6 separate regions of the Mus musculus genome follow, and regions 1, 2, 3, 5 and 6 are each linked to region 4. The links are chromatin contacts, called in public HiChIP or PLAC-seq and promoter capture Hi-C maps. All regions are on one chromosome and are shown on one strand. Each heading gives the region's core, a stretch centred on a gene start, on an enhancer-like site or on the middle of the called end of the contact. The rest is flanking DNA. Distances are from core to core; before and after follow the strand shown. Region 1 holds the start of Rpl10a (ribosomal protein L10A). Region 2 holds the start of Ggnbp1 (gametogenetin binding protein 1). Region 3 holds the start of Zfp523 (zinc finger protein 523). Region 4 holds the start of Pacsin1 (protein kinase C and casein kinase substrate in neurons 1). Region 5 holds the start of Uqcc2 (ubiquinol-cytochrome c reductase complex assembly factor 2). Region 6 holds the start of Bnip1 (BCL2/adenovirus E1B interacting protein 1).

Region 1 (2,700 bases), core at 184-2,683, 670 kb after region 4:
GGTCTGTCAGAGCTGCCTGATGAGTGTCAAGGACTACACTGAGGGCAAGGGTGGGCTTGGGACCCATAACTTTTGTTTTCATGCTGAGCCGGAGTCTTAGGCCTGCTAGAACTCTGAACTCTGTCTTCAGCTGCAGCAAAGGTTTGGACTGGGATCTGAGGGATGTCTAACCCACCATGGGCTGAAAAGACACAGGGTGCCTGCTGCAGACCTGTGTGACATCTGTATTTCCACAGCACCTCACTCAAAAAATATTTAGCACACAGCTGGGCACGGTGGCACACACCTTTAATCCTGGAACTCAGGAGATCGAGGCAGGCAGATCTCTAATTTCAAGGCCAGCCTGGTTTACAGAGCGAATTCCAAGAGAGTCGGGGCTATGCCAAGAAACAAAAATTTGCCAAACTGATGTGACTGAATTAGCCTGAGAAAGTTCATGACAGCATCCTCCTACCTTAGCCCTGCAGTGGGTGGGGAACTGAGGTTTCTGGGTGCTTCTGAGTCCCTGTTCCAGGGAGGCAAGGAGGTCAGTCCAGTGAGAAGGTCTGGCTTTTGAGAACAAGCTGAATCTGACTACAGAAGCAAGGGGAACAATGTCTAAGAGACAGACGTCAGCCGCTCACCATGTTGATGGCCTTTAGAGTGTGGATGGCACTTGCAGCTTCAACCTGCCTGCTCTGCTCTGACCCTGTGGGAACCTGCTTCATCCTGCCTGCTGTTTGCTGTGTGTGTGCTCAGGCGAGATGAGCTATTCGTAGGTCTGCTCCCTGGAAATGGTGGGTGCTGGCTACATCTGTGATTTGTTCCCAGAGAGGGTGACATGCCTCCAAATGAGTCACTCCAGATCTGGAGGCTCCCTGCAAACGCTCCTTGACCCGGCGCCTCTCTATTAACTGCGAAGACCGGGGTCAAGTAACAAGAACGACTTTGTTTGAAATGCCAACTAATTGAGACAGGACAGGGGCATTTGTCCAAAGTCCACCTTGCCCGGAGGCTGAATCAGGGGCGGTTTATACAGATGGCCAGGATAGACTGGTGGGCGCCTCCTCCCAGGTGGAGGCTTAGGCTTAAGCCAGGCACATCTGATCCTAATCTAGTCACAAGGCGCTTTCCCGTTCTGCAGATCTCAGCAAGGGTCATTTCCTCAAGCTATTCCTGTCATCCATGCCTCTGCCCACATGCGGTGGCCGGACCATTGCACAATGCACGGCTAGAGGGGGCGGCTGCCCAGTGGCTCTGCGGGGCTCATCACCAAATTAGGCGATGACGGAGACCGGTTCTGCCGGGGACTGGAAGTCATGGGGCAGGCAGAAGATAGAAAGCAGGGAGAAATCCAATCCCAGGGCCCGGCTTCAGCCCTTGTCCCAATGCAGGACTGCCTGCTGCTCCTAGAGCGGTTCTCACGGTGCAGCCGCGTGGTGGCGCCCCCCCAGCGGCCGCAAACTGCAGCGCCTCTCCGGCTTGGCTGAGCGCGGAACGTGCCCGTAACGGGCAACTCTCGCGAGAACGCGGGCTCTATTTGAGCGCATGCGCAAAGCGCTCTGCCTTCTTTCCGGTTTCCGCGGCAGCCGCAGCCATGAGGTAAGTTGTTATCGTGGCGCTATCCGCCGCCATCCGTGCACCCACACGCCCGCGGACGCCCCGCGGCCCGTCTCGGAGGCTCTCCCGGCGACTGCCCCGCGTCGCGAGCCTTTCCCCAGCGTGCCGTGGGCCTGTCATCGGGCCCGGGGTGCAGCATGGCCGGCCCCGAACGCCTTCGCTTCTCCCCAACAGCAGCAAAGTCTCACGCGACACCCTGTACGAGGCGGTGCGGGAAGTCCTGCACGGGAACCAGCGCAAGCGCCGCAAGTGAGCGCGGGCCTCCCTCCCGGGGCAGGGCGAGCATCCCCGGCCATGGCGACCCTGGCTCACAGCTCCCCTCTCGCTCAGGTTTCTGGAGACGGTGGAGCTGCAGATCAGCCTGAAGAACTACGACCCTCAGAAGGACAAACGTTTCTCGGGCACCGTCAGGTTGGCACCGCTCTAACCCCACCCAGCCCTCAGTGTTCCCGTGTGGCCTGGCCGCGCCCTAGGCGGGCACGGGGACACTGACGTGCCAGGGTAGTTCAGGAGCCCTGCTGCAGGCAGGCAGGCTGGACGGACCCCCACCCTGGGTCTTAAAACAAGAGGGGAGGCGTGGGGAGGCCTCGGCCGAGCCCGCCGCCTAGCCTGAGAAGCCAGGCTAGTGTTGCCCAGAGCTCCGGGTAAGGCTTGCCGCTCCCTGCCATGCGTTCAGATCTAGCGGGATGGCCAGCGCCGACCATGACCTGTTCTGTTTTCTCCCCTCCCAAACGCAGGCTCAAGTCCACCCCACGCCCCAAGTTCTCGGTGTGCGTTCTGGGGGACCAGCAGCACTGTGATGAAGCCAAGGCCGTGGATATCCCCCACATGGACATCGAGGCGCTCAAGAAGCTTAACAAAAACAAGAAGTTGGTCAAGAAGCTGGGTAGGTGGGGCTCACTAGGGCTGAACACAACCCATGACCCCCTGCCCAGGAGTGGCAGCACACATTGGGCTTCACAACCAGTTAGAAAATGCCCCACAGGCTGGTCTGATACTCCCCTCTCGCCAGTGTGTGCAGTTGACTCATAGCCAGCTATTGGTTTGGGTTTCAAGTCTTTTCAGTTAACAACCTATCGAGGGAGGGGTCACAAGTGTCTC
Region 2 (2,994 bases), core at 319-2,818, 630 kb before region 4:
CCCTCTTCATTGATGGAGACAGGGTGAGCAGACAGACCCTCCTCTTGCCATCCCTGAGAGCCAGGCCTCATCAAGACAACCCTCTGCTGGGCATAGTCTACCCAACGGCTCCTTCCGGGATAGGGTGCTCTTCCTGGTACCTTGTAATCCCAGGCCAGCAGGGCCAGGGGACGCTGACTTCATCCACATCTCTCTCTCTCAAAATAATAATAGTAATAATAACACCACCCTGGAGGCTTACTGTTAGAGAGCAGGAAGAGTCTCAGAAAAGCCCTCCACAGCCAGTGCTGCCCTGGCCCACCTGGCCCCCATCCAAGTCGCCTTGACTTCCCATTATGTCCACTGGCTGGGCCCAGGATGCATGTTCCTCACAACCGACCACTAGGCTGTACCTAGAATCATTCTGGGGGAGGACTGTCCGTGTCCTGGTACAGCAGGGAGTATCAACCGTATAATTTCTGTCTCTGTTCATGACCTTGACCCTCCCCTCCTTCCACATAAAAGTCCAGGGCCACCAGAACCGGGCAGGAAGGGGCGCTTCTGATGTATAGCCAGAGGCCCTGTGTGAACCATGCCTGCAGCTTCCCTTTCAGAACCTCCCAGGGAAGCCACATCAAGGCCTCCCTCCTCACCGGGTTGCCGATGGAGGTTTCTGCCCCACCCTGGGCCAGAATTGCCCAGGATTAGGACGGTGGGATTTGGCACTGGCTGCCCGTGTACCTGAATGACTCTGCTCCAGATGTGGGATGGCTCAGCCGTGCAAAGACGAAGACCCCGAAGGGCTTGCTGGCTGCTTCCAGGGGCCAAGGTTTCAGGCCTGACTGGCAGGAACTGGTATCAGTGGATTCATGGTGCTGGATGCCGCCTCGGGTTGCCTCTTGGCCCAGGAAACCTCGCGACTTTGTGACCATAGAGGAGGTCCCAGCTCCCGGCAATGACCAGCTCCCTCTAGAGGAAGTTCTCGGTGGCCGCCGGATGCAGGCGCTCAGGGAGGCTGCTGCTTAGGGGAAGGTCCTCGGCCGGGCTTGGAAGCAGCTACAGCCTCCCCTGCCTGCCCTGTCCCAGCCAAGGGGAAAAGCGTTCTGTTTTCTGCCTTTCCTGTCTCTGATTCCCGGGCCTCCTCTTCCATCTTCTCCCTCTAGTGAAAAGCAAACCACAGACAACAACAAAAACCAGGATGAGCTGACCTGCAGTCCCAGCGTTCAAGAGGCTGAAGCAGGAGGATCATGAAATAGAGGCCAGCCTGTGCTACTAACACCCTAAAAGAGAGGAGGAGGAGGGGGAAGGGGAGGAAGAAGAGGAGGAGGAGGGGCAGCTCAGAATTTGTGCTGTCCTAGATCCCTGCAGCCTGGCAGCTGCAGGGACTGATCTCAAACCCAGAGTAAACAGGAGTTTATGGATAGACAGGAGCATATGATGTCCTGTTCTCAGCGTGTGCACCCTCCTCCCCCCCCCCCCCGGCCGCCCTATCTGCCTTCAGCCAGGCTTCCACAGCCTGTGGGTGCTGTTGTGTTATGTCTCACCATCCCTCAATCTCCAGCCTTCCTCTGAGACCTGCTGAGCTGGACCCTGGCTAGCTCCCTCTACCCCTCTACCCGCTTTCCTTCCAGTAGACCCCCCCCCACCAGCCTCCAGTTATAGCCTCCCCCCACCCCCACCTCCTCTTTGCCTTCTAGAACTTCTGGAAGTTTCCAACTGGAGGTTTCTGCTAGCAGTTGGTCCTGGGCTGGCTGCCATGGCTTCTCCCTGAGTCGGGGTCCCACTCAGGATGGCAGCCCCGGCGCGGACCCCTCGGTCACGGATCTTAGGCTGCTCCTCCATGCTGCGCTTTCTCCGAAACCTGGTGGGGAGTAAGGGCGGTTCTAAGAGCACTAACAAGCCCCTGACCAGGAGCCAGCCCAGCTCCTCATGGGAGCAAGATGTTGTCTCCCCAATGATGGGCCACCAGGGAGGTCGTGGGAGGAAGGAGCCCCGGGCCAAGGTCCACTCTGCAGCTTCCTCTAATGGGAAGAGGGAGCCCCCGCCCAGGGTTCTCTCTGCAGCTCCCTCCAACCCGAGGCATGATGCCTTTGAGCTGGGCACTGGGGACTCAGGGTCCCAGACCCTCACCTCCAAGGATGTCCCGAAGCTAAGGGCCCAGGGTGTTGAGGTAACATCAGTTCCTCTCAGAGGAACCTGGGAGGTTCTGGAGCAGCTACCTGAGAAGAAAGGAGAGGAGGAGGAGCCAGTAGGGGAGGTCTCCGGGGCCTCAGACAGGTGAGGGGCTGGTGCTGCTGGTGCTAGGGCTGGTGGGGTAGCCTGATCTAGCTAGAACAGAAGGAGGATGCAGGCATGAGGGCCATGACTAGAAGCCCACAGCTGTAATGGGCTGGGGTAAGGGGTCCTGAATAGTGAAAGCCATGAGGGACAGTTAAGGGTCCCAAGGGAGGGAGGGTCAGCAAACAGGGCTGTGTGAGGAGTGGCTGGGAACTGAGGTGTGGCTTCAGAGTGGAGTACCGCCTGCCTAGCACGGTCCAGGCCTGGGTTTAGTCCCCAGCACAACAAAACACATTGGTGGCACACATCTTTCATCCCAGCACTCAGGAGGCAGAGGCAGGCAGATCTCTGCATTTGAGGCCAGCCTGGTCTACAGCTAGGGCCACACCGAGGGGTATCTTGTCTTGAAAAAACAAAGAACAACCAAAGAAAATATCCTAGAGGCTAGGAAGGGTGCACTAGAGTCTGGACAGAAGTACGCTGAAGTAGGCTCTGCTCCAGCCTGTACCCCTACTTTCCTGCCTGGCTTTCTCTCCCACTGGTCTTAGCAGCAGTTCCCTGTCTGGAAGGTGCCTAGCTCCCCACATCCTATGTCCCCCAGAGGTGGTAGGGAAACCCCTCTGTTAGCTATCCCAGGGAACAGAGCAGGTCCGTGGAGAGACTCAAGGTAGAGTCAGGCCACATTTGTGGGTGTCCCCTGACCCCACCTGACTGTGGCTTTGGGTTTAGGGAGCATTT
Region 3 (2,882 bases), core at 250-2,749, 520 kb after region 4:
TTTGTGAGTGTATATAAGCAAGCACTGTCTGTGTGTGTGTGTGTGTAAGCATGCTACCATGTGTCTTTGGAGTTCAGAGGACAACTGGGGGAAACAGGTTCTCTTTTCCCACCATATGGGTTCCAAGGATCAAACTCTTGCCAGCCCTGATGGTGAACTCTTGACCCTCCTGGTTTCACCTCCCCAGTGCAGGGGATTACAGTTGTACACCACCGTGTCTGGCTTTCTTGCTGTATTTCTAACCAATAATCCGTGCTATAAAACCCTGGAAAGATCCCATGTGTGTCGTGCTAGGATGGCAGAGCTGGCTCTAACTGGGTATATACTAGGGCACCAGGTGGAAATTCCAGTACCACACTGGGACCTCGGGGTTAACATGCCCGTGCCAAGGCTCCTCCCCCTTCATCTTCTTATTTTTAATTGGAAGCTTATTTTCTCTCAATTTCTGAAAATATCCTGAACCACAATTCCTCCCTGCTTGGAAGAGAGATAATAAAAAGAACTTTTAAAGTTAGGTGTCAGGTGTAAAGATGAGGCAGGAGGATCACAAGTTCAAGGCCACCTTGGGATCCACAGTTTGAGTCCAAAAAAAGGACAAAACTATGGAAAAACAGAGAAGAAAGGGGGCACTTGGTTTTGTTCCTCACACTGCTACCCTATCAAGGGGACCTGTTGGTTTTGGGGAGCTGATGGAGGAATGAATGAACGCCCAAGAACCTGAGAAGACTCTCGGGGCGTTGTCCCTCAGGGGTCGACCATCAGAGTGTCATTTCTCAGGGAAGGCAGTAGAAGGAAGCAAGTGTTGTCAGGGAACCTTCCTTCAGAGAGAATCATCCCTCAGGAAGATGAGTCGAGCAGAGGGGAACGTCAGGGCCCTTCCTCAGGGGACAGGATGGGTGCACCATCCCTCATAAACACTCACGTTCCCCAGGGCATATGGGAAAAGCCAGTACTGCAGGGAGAATTGTCCCGCAGGAAGGACTGTCAGGGCTCCATCCTTCATAATGCTGTCCCCCCACCCCCACCCCTCGGGCATCTTCCCACAAAGTGCAGGAAGGATTGTCCCTCGGGGTGCAGTCCATGCAGAAGGACCATCTCTCACGGAGACTGTCCACAGGGAGGACCGTCCCTAAGTCCCTCAGGGTGCTGAGCCCCAGTTCACCTTCTGACAGAGCGGGAGAGAAGCGTCCCTTAGGGTGAAGTCCCAGGGGGAGGACCATCCAGCAGAGATGACTGTCGGGACGCCATCCCTTGGGGCGCCGTTGCACAGGGCGCTGGGAGGACTGTCCCTCGGAGTCCCATCCCCTCCAGGCGTCTGGTCACCGTCCTCTGCAGGAACCACCTAGAGATACCTGCAATGGCTTCCTCCCGAGCAGCCCACCGCCGCTCGATTTTTTCCCCCGTTGCTATGGCGACCGCGGCTTCCACCCGGCGTCGTGACGTCATCACGCCCTCCCCGGGCGCCCGGGCTGGCGAGGCCGCGTCACCCGGCGGCCAGCGGAGAGAAGAGCGAGGCGGAGCTCCGAGGCTCGCCTGAGGAGACTCGGCGGCCTGGGCTCCGGGGCCCGGGAACCGGGATAAGCAGGCCGGCCGCCGCGGCGGAGGGGGGCGGGCTGGAGCGTGGCCCCGCGCTGGTCATCCGGGTTCCGGGGCCCGGCGGAGGCCGCGCCGGGAGCGAGAGGGAAGTGCGGCCGCCCTGGAACCTGGATATCGCGCGAGGCAAGCCGCGCGCGGGCGGGCTATGGCGCAGGCGGGTTGCGGGGCCGGCGCTGGTGGCAGGGCCCGGTGCATGGTGGTCTGTCGGCGGAGTCGCCCTCGGGGGCTGTCAGGTTGGTGGCCGCGGGAAGAGTGGGTCCACCGTGCCCCGAGGCGGGAGGCTGGGCGAACGCGGGGCCCCGGGAAGGTCCGGAGCCCGTCGTGCCCACCCTCCTCGGTCCCTGGCCTGGCGGCTGGGCCTCCCTGGACGGCGGCCTGGCCCCACCCCCACCCAGGGTCCCTGCCCCTCCATCCCGCCCTGAGACTCCTCCCCCAGGACTCCCAAACCCCGCCCTCCTCCTCCTCCTTGACCCCATACACACACTCCTGACCCCCAGACCTCACAAGGCGACCCCCAATTCATTGAGTGCTAACCCCAGCCCTGCTTCTGGACCCTCCAGTCTCAGTGCTGATACAATCATTACATGGCTTCCAAGAGGCCCGTAGTCCCTAGTGACCCCCTAGACTACCCTCTGTGGGCACCCCTTAGTCCTCTCCTGGCTTCTGCAAACCAGACTCGGGCTGTTTCCCACCCACTCATCCACATAACTCGTGATCTTCGCCCCGTAACACCATGATCATCTCACCCTCCTGACATCCCTCTTTAACCCCCCCCCCCGCCCCCAGCCTCCAGTGTCAATCAGCACATACATAACTTATGCCCACTGCCATGCCACCGTTGTGGTGATCAAGAGTAAATGGAAATGAAGTATCATTTGAGGCAGGAAAGGATTCTAGATTGAGTGTGTGGTTCAAGTTCAAATTCTATCATGTTGAGCTTTGGAAACCTTGGTGGAGGTCCTTTCCTTACGGTGGACTTGAGTTTCTGATCAGAACTGTGATGAGATTGAGTTTGGTGATTCCCCAATGTTTCTTTCTATTAAAATTCTGCAATTCTTAGTCAAGACAAAAATAGCGAACTTTTTTCTACGCTGCCTCAGAAATGTAGTCCTTGTAACCTCACCCTCCCACCCCCACTCCCAACCTGGGTCTACTGGCTTTACCGAACAGTATTTCTTCATTCCTGTGATTGTCTACACTCTGCCCCCTCAATTGGACTCTATCAGTTTGTAAAGCCGTGCAGCACAGAGCTTCCCACTGAGTTGACATCATGAGCTTGGCCCTTC
Region 4 (2,885 bases), core at 380-2,879:
AGCTCTGCCCAGAGCTCTCAACCTTCCGTGGAACACCAGCCACTGTGGTGGTTAATCTGGACTTGATTGGATCCGGAAAGAAGTAAGAGACTCCGGGTAAGCGTGGAGGGAGTGGAGGGCGTTTCAGGGAGGAACTGACTGAGGGGAAAAGAGACTCTCCCGTGGTGAGACGTGCCTCCTTGGGGTGGCGTGACGTAAGAAGTTGGGGGGTGGGGCACCGTACCCTTGCCTTGCCCACCTTGGCTTCATGCTGGTGAATGCATCTGCTCTGCTGCTGCTGCGGCCGCTGCAACCAGAACCCCACGTTTCAACCTTCCAAAGTCCCCTGAAGGCCTCTGATGACTCCGGGGCCTCTTCAGGAATCCTCCATGCATTCAGTGCCACACTGGGACTCCTGAGGAACCCGGTGTCCTGGGACAGCTTCGGGATTCTCAGCCTGTCCTGCATGCAGACGCTTGTATTGTTTAAGCCGATCTGATAAGCCCCTTCGTAAAGTAAGAGTCATCCATTCTATCCCTCGGTTCCCTGACTAATAATACTTGACTGTCTGGTCCTACCCTAGATGAGATGCTGCCTGGTGATGTCTTAGTGATGTCTTCTTCTATGCTCTAATAATATAGCTTGAGGACTAGAAAGATGGCTCAGCGGTTAAGAGCACTGACTGCTCTTCCGAAGGTCCTGAGTTCAAATCCCAGCAACCACATGATGGCTCACAACCATCATGCACCTATAACGGGATCTGATGCCTTCTTCTGGTGTATCTGAAGACAGCTACAGTGTACTTATACAAATAAATAAATCTTAAAAACAAAACAACAATATAGCTTGAAACTGTCCATGGAATTCTTAGCAAATGAACGAACACTGTATGCAGGCATTCCTCTGGGCTCCTGAACTGGTGAACTTCAGAGCTCACGGTTAGCCTCACCACCAGGGGTTCAGGAAGACTTCCTTCTTCGAACCCTGTGAACATCCAGGTCTCTCAAGGTAGGGAGGGGCAGAGGTGGGCAGTTTTCGCCTCCTGGTCTTCCTTCTCTGGTTTGTGTCACACTCTGGACACATTGAATGAATCCTCTGCTCTTCTGAGTCAGGCCCCACTCCCTGGGGCAACAGTCCGGCTCCTGGAAGCAGTTAGAATACAAGGCAGCAGCTGTGTGTCACCGTTTGGATCCCCAAGTCCCAGAGAACCTCCAAAAAGGCCTCCAGCTAGCTTTGCTGACAGCCAGCTGAGGTGAACTGGCCTGAGGATCCACACAGGCCTTCTTGGCAGAGCTGAGTGTGGGAGTGGGCCGTGGGATAGGGCAGAGGAGAGCATCCTTACTATTTGGCCAATCTTAAGTATCCTGTTCTCCATGAACCCGACACACACGGATAGGGAGGGGGTCATCACACCAGGGTTATACAGCAAACCCCTATCATGCGTGAACCCCCGCATGAGAAGCAGGTATTAGGAGCGCGCAGGAATCAAACACACCGAGCTGGGGAGCAGGCGGCCGGGCGGGCGCGGCCTCCGGGTACCGCGGTGCTGCCACCTGCGCAGCCACCGCGTCGCCATTGGCTCACGGAGAAGCCGCTCTAATCCGCGCCGCCTCCGCCCCCGCGCGGCGCTGCGCTCGGCGGAGTCTCTGACCTTCCTCCTTCCCGCAGCCCCAGAGAGACGCGCGGCGGTCGCGCCAGCCTTCTCCTCCTCCTTTTCCTCCTCCTCCCCCGGGAAGCCGGCCGGGCTTGAGGCTGGGCCGCCGCCGCCGCCCGCTTTGCCACCCGCCCCGCTGATGGTGTCCGGTGCTCCGGCGCCCAGGTAGGGGCTCTAGAGCGTGGAGAGAGCGCGGGTTTGGGGGTGGGGGTGGGGTAGTGTTGGGGGTTCGGGGAGTCCAGGGCTTCAGTGCGTGATGCAGATGCTCAGTATATGATGGCGTTGAATACAGCCGAGGGCAGGTATCTGGGGAGAGGTAGGCGCGCGCCCCCGGATGCTCTTGGCTTGACCCAGCCAGTGCCAGAATGACCCCTTGAGGATGCTAAGGGGGAGGCCTTTACCCTGGGGAAAGGGGAAGAAGCATGATCGTTGGGAAGCTGGGGCTGCCCCCCCCCCCCGGTGTTGTATGTTTTTCTGGGGCCAGCTGGGATGGGTGGGCCGATGCCAGCTTGGTGCGTATGTTATTTCTGGATCAGAGTGGGCTGGGGAGAAGCACAGGCGGCGATGTCTGGTTTAGATTACAGGTACTTCCTTCTTTGCTTCCGACCCCTCCCCCCACCAGCTGGGGGTGGGAGGTGGAAGGAAAGAGGAGGTGGCGATGCTGAGGGCCCCCGCAGATGCTGCAGAATCCTCTCTGCGCCAGCCACACCGCCTTCTCCCTCCACCAACCTCAGCCCATTTGGTCACGGTTGGGGCGCTCTCCCGGTTGTGTTCACCTTTGAGGAGGCTGTGGAAAGGTTAAAGGGTCATTAATGTGTCTGCGACACAGTGGCAAACCCCAGAGCTTGGCTAGACTCAGCTTCAAACCCCCGATTTTTAAGTTCCAGCCTTGCCCCCACCCCCACCTCCCCCAAGCACAGCTCTGCAGCCTGGGGGAACTTAAACATGAGGCACCTTCTTTTTCTAGGCACAACCAGAAATAGCCCATTGTCAGGGGCCCCAGCACAGCTGGGGTGCAGATTGCCAGTGGTCTGGGAAGCTCTGCCCGCAGCCTGGTTTTCTTATCAGATGTTTGCCCGTTACTCAGATCACTCTTTCTAAGCAGCTTCCTGACTCCCCAGGGGAGAGGTCACCTCTGGCCCCATGTTCTTGAACCCTGTCAACCCGGAGGTTACTTATGTCTGGCCTGTCCCCCTCTAGACCAAAGGGCCTTCAGGCTAAGAATCTGACTTGTCTCTGACATTGTCAGTGT
Region 5 (2,758 bases), core at 191-2,690, 520 kb before region 4:
AGCTGCTCAAGCCAAAAAAAGAAAAGGGGAAATCTGGGAGCTGTCCTTGGTTCCTCTCCTTCACCCCACATCCAGGACACCCGCGCTGCTGATGTGACCCGCACATTATGGTCTGCTTTCTGTTACTTCTGTCTCCTGTGCCACTACCATTATCCAAACCACCACCGGCATCTCTCTCTTCCGGTGCTACCACGGCAGGCTCTCTGCAGCTCCTTGTTCCCCAATGCCAGAGCACCAGAGGAACCTTTGAAAATCAGGGCACGTCAGTCCCCTGACTAAATGTCCCCGGTGGCTTCTCCCTTGCTTCCTGGTAAGATCTGACCCCTAGTGCAGGTGGCTGGGCAGTTAAAAAGAACCTAGGTTTGATTCCTAGTACCCACATGGTGGCTCACAACCACTTCTAACTTCAGTTCCAGGGGATCCAATGCCCTCCTCTGGCCCCAGTGGGCACTGCATTAACAGGGTACAGAGACATATCTGTTGGTAAAAAAAAAAAAAAAAAAATCTGTATTGTGCCTGGCTCCTGCCTTCCTTCAGCTTCAAATCTTAGCTGTAGACATGCCACTCACTACCCGTAGGCTTGCTTTCTTTTCTGTAATATGTCAGTTTGGTTTCCTCTGAAGTGCCTGGCCACCCTTCCCGAAGTGCAGTCAGTGTTCACTGTCTCCCTGCCTCGAGACCGACCTATGTGTAACTTCCTCAGGCAAGCCTCAGGAACCCGACTAATGTTACATTTACCACGATCAGAGTACTCATTGGAACTGTCTTATGAGTCTATTTGTTCCTCGTGTCCTGAATAAGAATCCAAAGGCAAAAGGAGAAAGACCTCATCTAATTCACTGCGATTTCCCTGGAAACTAACCTAGTTCTATGCATGCACATGGCCGTGCTTGGTAAGGTAACCTAAACCTGAGTGGGGCGAGAAGGTCTACTACTCACACAAGGGACCTGTGTGGGAGACTCAGTTTCACAGTGACGGAAGGCAGTGAGGCTTAGCTGGAGGTGTCTGGGGATAGGCTGGGCTCGCAGACACATTAACGATGGTAAGGAAGAAACAACCCCGCCTTACAATTTGACTCTTTAGTGGCATCTGGACCTCAGGGCCGCTTCACTGACTACTACACTGTGCAGACAAGGAAGGAAACTGCGCAGAAGGCGTCGCACTCCGCAGCTAACTGCAAGATGGGTACCTCGCGCACGTGCAGCCTGGCAGCGGCCGACGCATGCGCAGATCCCCCACCCTTGCCGCCCATCGCTTCGACGTGCCCACCCTCCTCCCCTCCGGTCACCTGGGTGTTCTCTCCCTCCCGGAAGGCCTGCGCTACCCGCTGCCGCAGGTAAGCGCCCAAGTCCCGGCCCCGTTTGGTCTCGTCCACTGGCCATTCCTCACAGAGCTTAAGGAAACGCCGGTAGCGGAGAGCGGCCATCTTGGGCCCCGCTTGCCCCGCCCCTGGGGGGGAGTAGTCAAGACCGCAGAGGGCGCGTGCGCACTAAGGCGCACTGGCCTTCCCCGTGGACATGCGCAGTTCTACCAACGGCCCACACCCCTCCAGGCAGCGGCGCTGCTCACCTTTGAGAGCGAGGTCTGAGCTCTTCAGCTTCTTGGTTCTGGTACTCGCCCAGCTCCCAGGGGCAAAGCTAACGCGGTGTACCCTGGGGAAAGCTTTGCTCTTCGTTTTCAATGACTTCACAAGCTCGAGACTGAAAAAGCTTCCCCCGAGACCTCTGCTGTTTTGCATAAACGAAACATTTGCATGTAAATACAGGTTGTTATTGGATGGATATGTGTTTGATCTTAACGTCCGTCGTGTACACATACACACACACACACACACACACCGTCCGTCGTGTACACACACACACACACACACACACACACACACACACACACACACACACACACACAGCTGCCCCACTCACACTCATCACCCTGTACTTATCTCTACCACATGGACCTCTGATAGAGTTCTTTAGCTACATCTCCAGCCTCCCGGTCACATTGCTCACCACATGGAGCGGTTTCTTATGAAGAACCAAAAACATTGTTGCAGCCTGGAAATCTTTAAAACAATTTTTTTATAGTGTGTTTTCTTTATTCTAATATGTATGAGTGTTTACCTGCACCATGTACATGTGTCAGTTCTGGGGACCGAACCTGATTCTCTGTAAGAGCAATAAATGCTCTTAATAACTAATTTCTCTAGCTCTAAGAATGAGTGTTTTTATTATGGCAAAATTTAACATAATATATATATCACATGGGTATCATATGTGTGTGTGTGTGTGTGTGTGTGTGTGTGTGATTTTTCTTTTGAGAAAGAAGGTTTCTCTGTGCAGCCCCAGGTGTCCTGGAACTCACTCTGTAAATTAGTGCTCAATGAATGAATGAATGAACAAAGCCACATTCCAAACTAGGTCTGTCAGACCCTAATGTCTCTCAACATTCACAACCTAGGGAGCAATTCCTGGGGTGGGGGTGGGGCAGCTCACGGGACTGTCTGTCTGGCCAGCCCTTGCAGTGTAGCCGGTAGAGGAAGGGAGACCACAGAAGGAGGCAGTGGGCACGAACTTTCCCTGGCACCCTGGCACCTTTCTCAACCTCTTACCACACTTGTACCTCAGGTGGAAGGGAGAACCATTTGCTGCCATCAAGTTACTCCCCCTACAGCCCAAGACAGGGCAAGGGGTCTCGCCACCCCTGACTCCCAAGTTGGCTGTGGCCAGGCGAGTGCTCTTTAAAGCCATACCTGGGTGGGCC
Region 6 (2,901 bases), core at 3-2,502, 870 kb before region 4:
AGTTCTAGGTCATCCTTGGCTACATAGGTAGCTGGGAACCAGCTTGGGCTCTGTGAGACCCTGCCTCAGAAAAGCAAAGAAAATACTTAGGGCCTTTCACCTGTCCCGTGTGTTCTGTCATCGTCCTCCACCCCCTCTTCCTTCCACTTCTATAGCCTAACAAATCAAGTGCAGCTGCTGGGCAGAAGCATTTCATAGAAAATGGCCGCACGTAGGGAAGTAACTCCCAGAGTGTTTCTTAACAGTACATGTATAGCAACTAGTGAGCACTGAGTTCAATGCTACATTATCAACACCTCATTCCATCCTCTAGGTGACCTAACTTAGGAGTGATGCTACTGAGGAAACTGATTACAAGCCTGGAATCCAGGCCTTTGATACTTGCAGCCAGCTACTGAGCACCTTTTAGGAAGTGGGTGGTACAGGGTGCTTTGGGACAGGTAGGCGTGGAGACTGGGGGCTGTGTGTGCAGTTTGAGAAAAACATTTTAAAAAGAGGGAACCCATATCCAAGACGACAGAGCCTGGAGAATCCCGGAGGGTGGGGGAAAAGTGTCCAGTGGTGTTGAGGGCTTAAGAAATAATAATTTTAAAAAACACTACCCTTCTTTGAGGTTTGCACTGACATTGTTTCTATCACACCACACAGTCAGAACTACTCCTATGAGATACTTGGAATCCAATTCTACACAAAGGGCAGGACCAGAGCCATAGAAATGTGTAAGGACAACAATGCAGGATCATGGTTGTACTAATGGAGGTGCCCCAGTGACCTGTATTTAAGTCTGCACCTTTACAAGTTTTGTGTCTTCCTCCATAATGCATACCTACTGTATACATTTTGCTTTAAATTTTAAAGAAAAAAAATGTAACTTTGGTGACATCCGAATTGATCCTTTTTTTTTTTCCATCCAAAAGGTCACTAGAATAGCGGGTTGTTGTTGTATCTCTAGTACTGGGAACAAACCTGAAGGCCATGTGGCATGCCAGCCTATCATCACCTGAGTTGTATTTTCCCCTCCCCCCCACCCCAACTCTAATGGTTCTTCATAATCACATTCCACTTTTCCGTTTAGTAGGAGCAGACCAGAGAAGCTGTGCGTGTTCTACGTGACAAGAAAAGTTTCAGGTCTGGACTCTTGACCTGGTTTGATCCACACGGGGTCTCCCGCAGCATCACATTTGAAGAAGTACGGAAAGGCGGGCAGGAGCCACGTGAACGCGTTCAAGCTTGGCTGCTGCCGCTCGCCGTAGCCGCATTTCCAACATGGCGGCTCCCCAGGATGTCCACGTCCGGATCTGTAACCAAGAGATTGTCAAATTCGACCTAGAGGTGAAGGCGCTTATCCAGGTACAAATTCTTAGGCTCCTGTCCGGCTCTCGATGGCCGCCTTGACATCTTCCAGAATATTCGCGCCTGGTCCGGTTCCAGGATGGCTCCTAAGGCACCATTCGGTCGGTTCCCCGAGATCACTGACCTTCAGGCTTTTCTTTTGTGAACTGTTGGTTTGCCCACCCCTGAGTTACCCTAACACGCCGCTCCCTTTCCTTGGACTGCAGCCGTGCTGGGCTAGCCCGCCCACCCGCATTCTCGGCTGTAGCCCCGCCCCACCCCTCGCCCTGCTCGCCTCCCACGCCCACTTCCCTAAGTTAGGGACCCTGAGGCACCCAAAGCCACCTGGCCCGACAGTCCCTGCCCGAAGCTAACTAAGTTAACCTGGGACGTGGTTGTAATTTTTTGAACAAAGAATTCAAATATTGTGCAAGATCCTGGGTCAGAAGGCAGGCAGTGCCAGTATTAGGACCTGGATGGGGAAAGCCAGCCTAGGAAAATCATTTTAGAGCTTCCCTACCCGGAAACAGACTGGAAAATGAGGCGCTTATCTGGAAGCAGGTCTTAAGTAGGAGACAGTAGTGCAGGAACACAAGCAAGAACAGGGAATGTAGAAATGGCTCCAGAGTTTGGCAAAAAGAACCCAACCGGCTCAGAATACAAGCTGTGACAGCAAATAAGGAAAGGGTAGGGGTGTGACTCCGCTGGTGAGGACTTTGCCCAGCACTGGGTTCGCCATCCCCAGTGCTGCATAAATGGGCTGTGCCTAGCTGTTGGGGTAAGCTTGGCTTTACTAGCCCCTATAAAAAGGAGCATGGAGAGTAGTGCTCTCTGGTAAGCCAGATGTACACTCTGCCACATTAGCAGTTTATCCTGTGCTGTGAGGAAGTGTTGATTTTGTGAGTAAGCTAGAGAACAGGTAAAGAAACGCCGCAAACTTTACTCCTGAGATGTGCAAACAAAAAAAATGGGCCAATTCTAGAAAAATAAACAAGATTTATACAAGTGAGATTACCAGAGGCTGGGGGTAAATTTAGCTCAGAGTAGAGTTAAAGTTTAGCCATGTGCAAGGCTCTAGTTTCAGTCCTCAGAATGCACATGTAAATACATATACATACATAACACAGAGTTGCTAGGGTAGTGGCTCTAGCACTTGGGAGGCATAAGCAGGACCATCATGCATTTGAGGCCAGCCTGTACTACATAGAGTCTTCAAAAAAACAAAACAAAAAAACCCTTATATCCAAAATTTGAAAAGTTGGGTTTTCATATTATATCATAATATAAAATTATGTAATAGCATCATAATACTTCATATTATCATAGTTTCCTGTTAGGTAGGCCTCTGGTGACATATGTGTTTTGGGTTCTTATGGTTACTAGTGAGTAAGCATAGCCCCATACATTGTATTCTTTCAGTGTTCCAGCTATTCTGCTAAGTGTTCTACACAGAGAAATACCATCTTGACGTAGGTAAGGTGAAGAAATGGAGGCACAGAGAACTGAAGTTTTCCAAGACTGCACTAATAAATTGCTATACGCAGGATTTGAATATATGTAGCTTAAGTC

Evidence for each region. Promoter capture Hi-C pulls out the DNA fragments that hold promoters and counts their contacts. HiChIP or PLAC-seq counts read pairs in DNA pulled down with a chosen protein or histone mark.
Region 1: a contact with region 4 is called in an HNF4G HiChIP or PLAC-seq map of pancreatic cancer cells. The contact joins the promoter of Rpl10a here to the promoter of Pacsin1 in region 4. A contact is called at or near these places in 2 of 115 datasets of contacts at active chromatin or transcription factors (large pre-B cells and pancreatic cancer cells).
Region 2: a contact with region 4 is called in a promoter capture Hi-C map of liver, with 3 times the contacts expected there. The contact joins the promoter of Ggnbp1 here to the promoter of Pacsin1 in region 4. A contact is called at or near these places in 2 of 39 promoter capture datasets (hippocampal neurons and liver), 1 of 484 Hi-C or Micro-C datasets (cerebellum) and 1 of 115 datasets of contacts at active chromatin or transcription factors (pancreatic cancer cells).
Region 3: a contact with region 4 is called in a promoter capture Hi-C map of embryonic stem cells, with 4 times the contacts expected there. The contact joins the promoter of Zfp523 here to the promoter of Pacsin1 in region 4. A contact is called at or near these places in 10 of 39 promoter capture datasets (3T3-L1-derived adipocytes, the C10 cell line, HPC-7-derived erythroid cells and 5 more), 1 of 15 datasets of contacts at CTCF or cohesin (embryonic stem cells), 11 of 484 Hi-C or Micro-C datasets (B cells, the Ba/F3 cell line, CD4 T cells and 6 more), 2 of 115 datasets of contacts at active chromatin or transcription factors (craniofacial prominence and pancreatic cancer cells) and 1 of 9 other capture datasets (embryonic stem cells).
Region 5: a contact with region 4 is called in a promoter capture Hi-C map of second pharyngeal arch cranial neural crest. The contact joins the promoter of Uqcc2 here to the promoter of Pacsin1 in region 4. A contact is called at or near these places in 6 of 39 promoter capture datasets (the SN4741 cell line, cranial neural crest, hippocampal neurons and 3 more), 2 of 115 datasets of contacts at active chromatin or transcription factors (large pre-B cells and pancreatic cancer cells) and 2 of 9 other capture datasets (liver and macrophages).
Region 6: an HNF4G HiChIP or PLAC-seq map of pancreatic cancer cells shows a contact between it and region 4. The contact joins the promoter of Bnip1 here to the promoter of Pacsin1 in region 4. A contact is called at or near these places in 2 of 39 promoter capture datasets (liver and pre-B cells) and 1 of 115 datasets of contacts at active chromatin or transcription factors (pancreatic cancer cells).

Annotation. Positions count from the first base shown.
Region 1 is chr17:28,327,038-28,329,737 of GRCm38.p6, forward strand. Rpl10a (ribosomal protein L10A) reads left to right here and starts at 1,434. Exons shown (of 6, transcript NM_011287.2): 1 at 1,434-1,581; 2 at 1,774-1,848; 3 at 1,930-2,010; 4 at 2,337-2,485. The coding sequence starts at 1,577.
Region 2 is chr17:27,027,691-27,030,684 of GRCm38.p6, forward strand. It overlaps Ggnbp1 (gametogenetin binding protein 1), which reads left to right and starts at 1,569. Exons shown (of 6, transcript NM_027544.2): 1 at 1,569-2,256; 2 at 2,986-2,994. The coding sequence starts at 1,769. It overlaps Bak1 (BCL2-antagonist/killer 1), which reads right to left and starts at 937. Exons shown (of 6, transcript NM_007523.3): 1 at 721-937.
Region 3 is chr17:28,175,697-28,178,578 of GRCm38.p6, forward strand. Zfp523 (zinc finger protein 523) reads left to right here and starts at 1,500. Exons shown (of 14, transcript NM_001357995.1): 1 at 1,500-1,829.
Region 4 is chr17:27,653,962-27,656,846 of GRCm38.p6, forward strand. Pacsin1 (protein kinase C and casein kinase substrate in neurons 1) reads left to right here and starts at 1,630. Exons shown (of 10, transcript NM_011861.3): 1 at 1,630-1,798.
Region 5 is chr17:27,132,451-27,135,208 of GRCm38.p6, forward strand. Uqcc2 (ubiquinol-cytochrome c reductase complex assembly factor 2) reads right to left here and starts at 1,441. Exons shown (of 4, transcript NM_026063.2): 1 at 1,290-1,441. The coding sequence starts at 1,427.
Region 6 is chr17:26,779,827-26,782,727 of GRCm38.p6, forward strand. Bnip1 (BCL2/adenovirus E1B interacting protein 1) reads left to right here and starts at 1,253. Exons shown (of 6, transcript NM_172149.5): 1 at 1,253-1,350. The coding sequence starts at 1,267.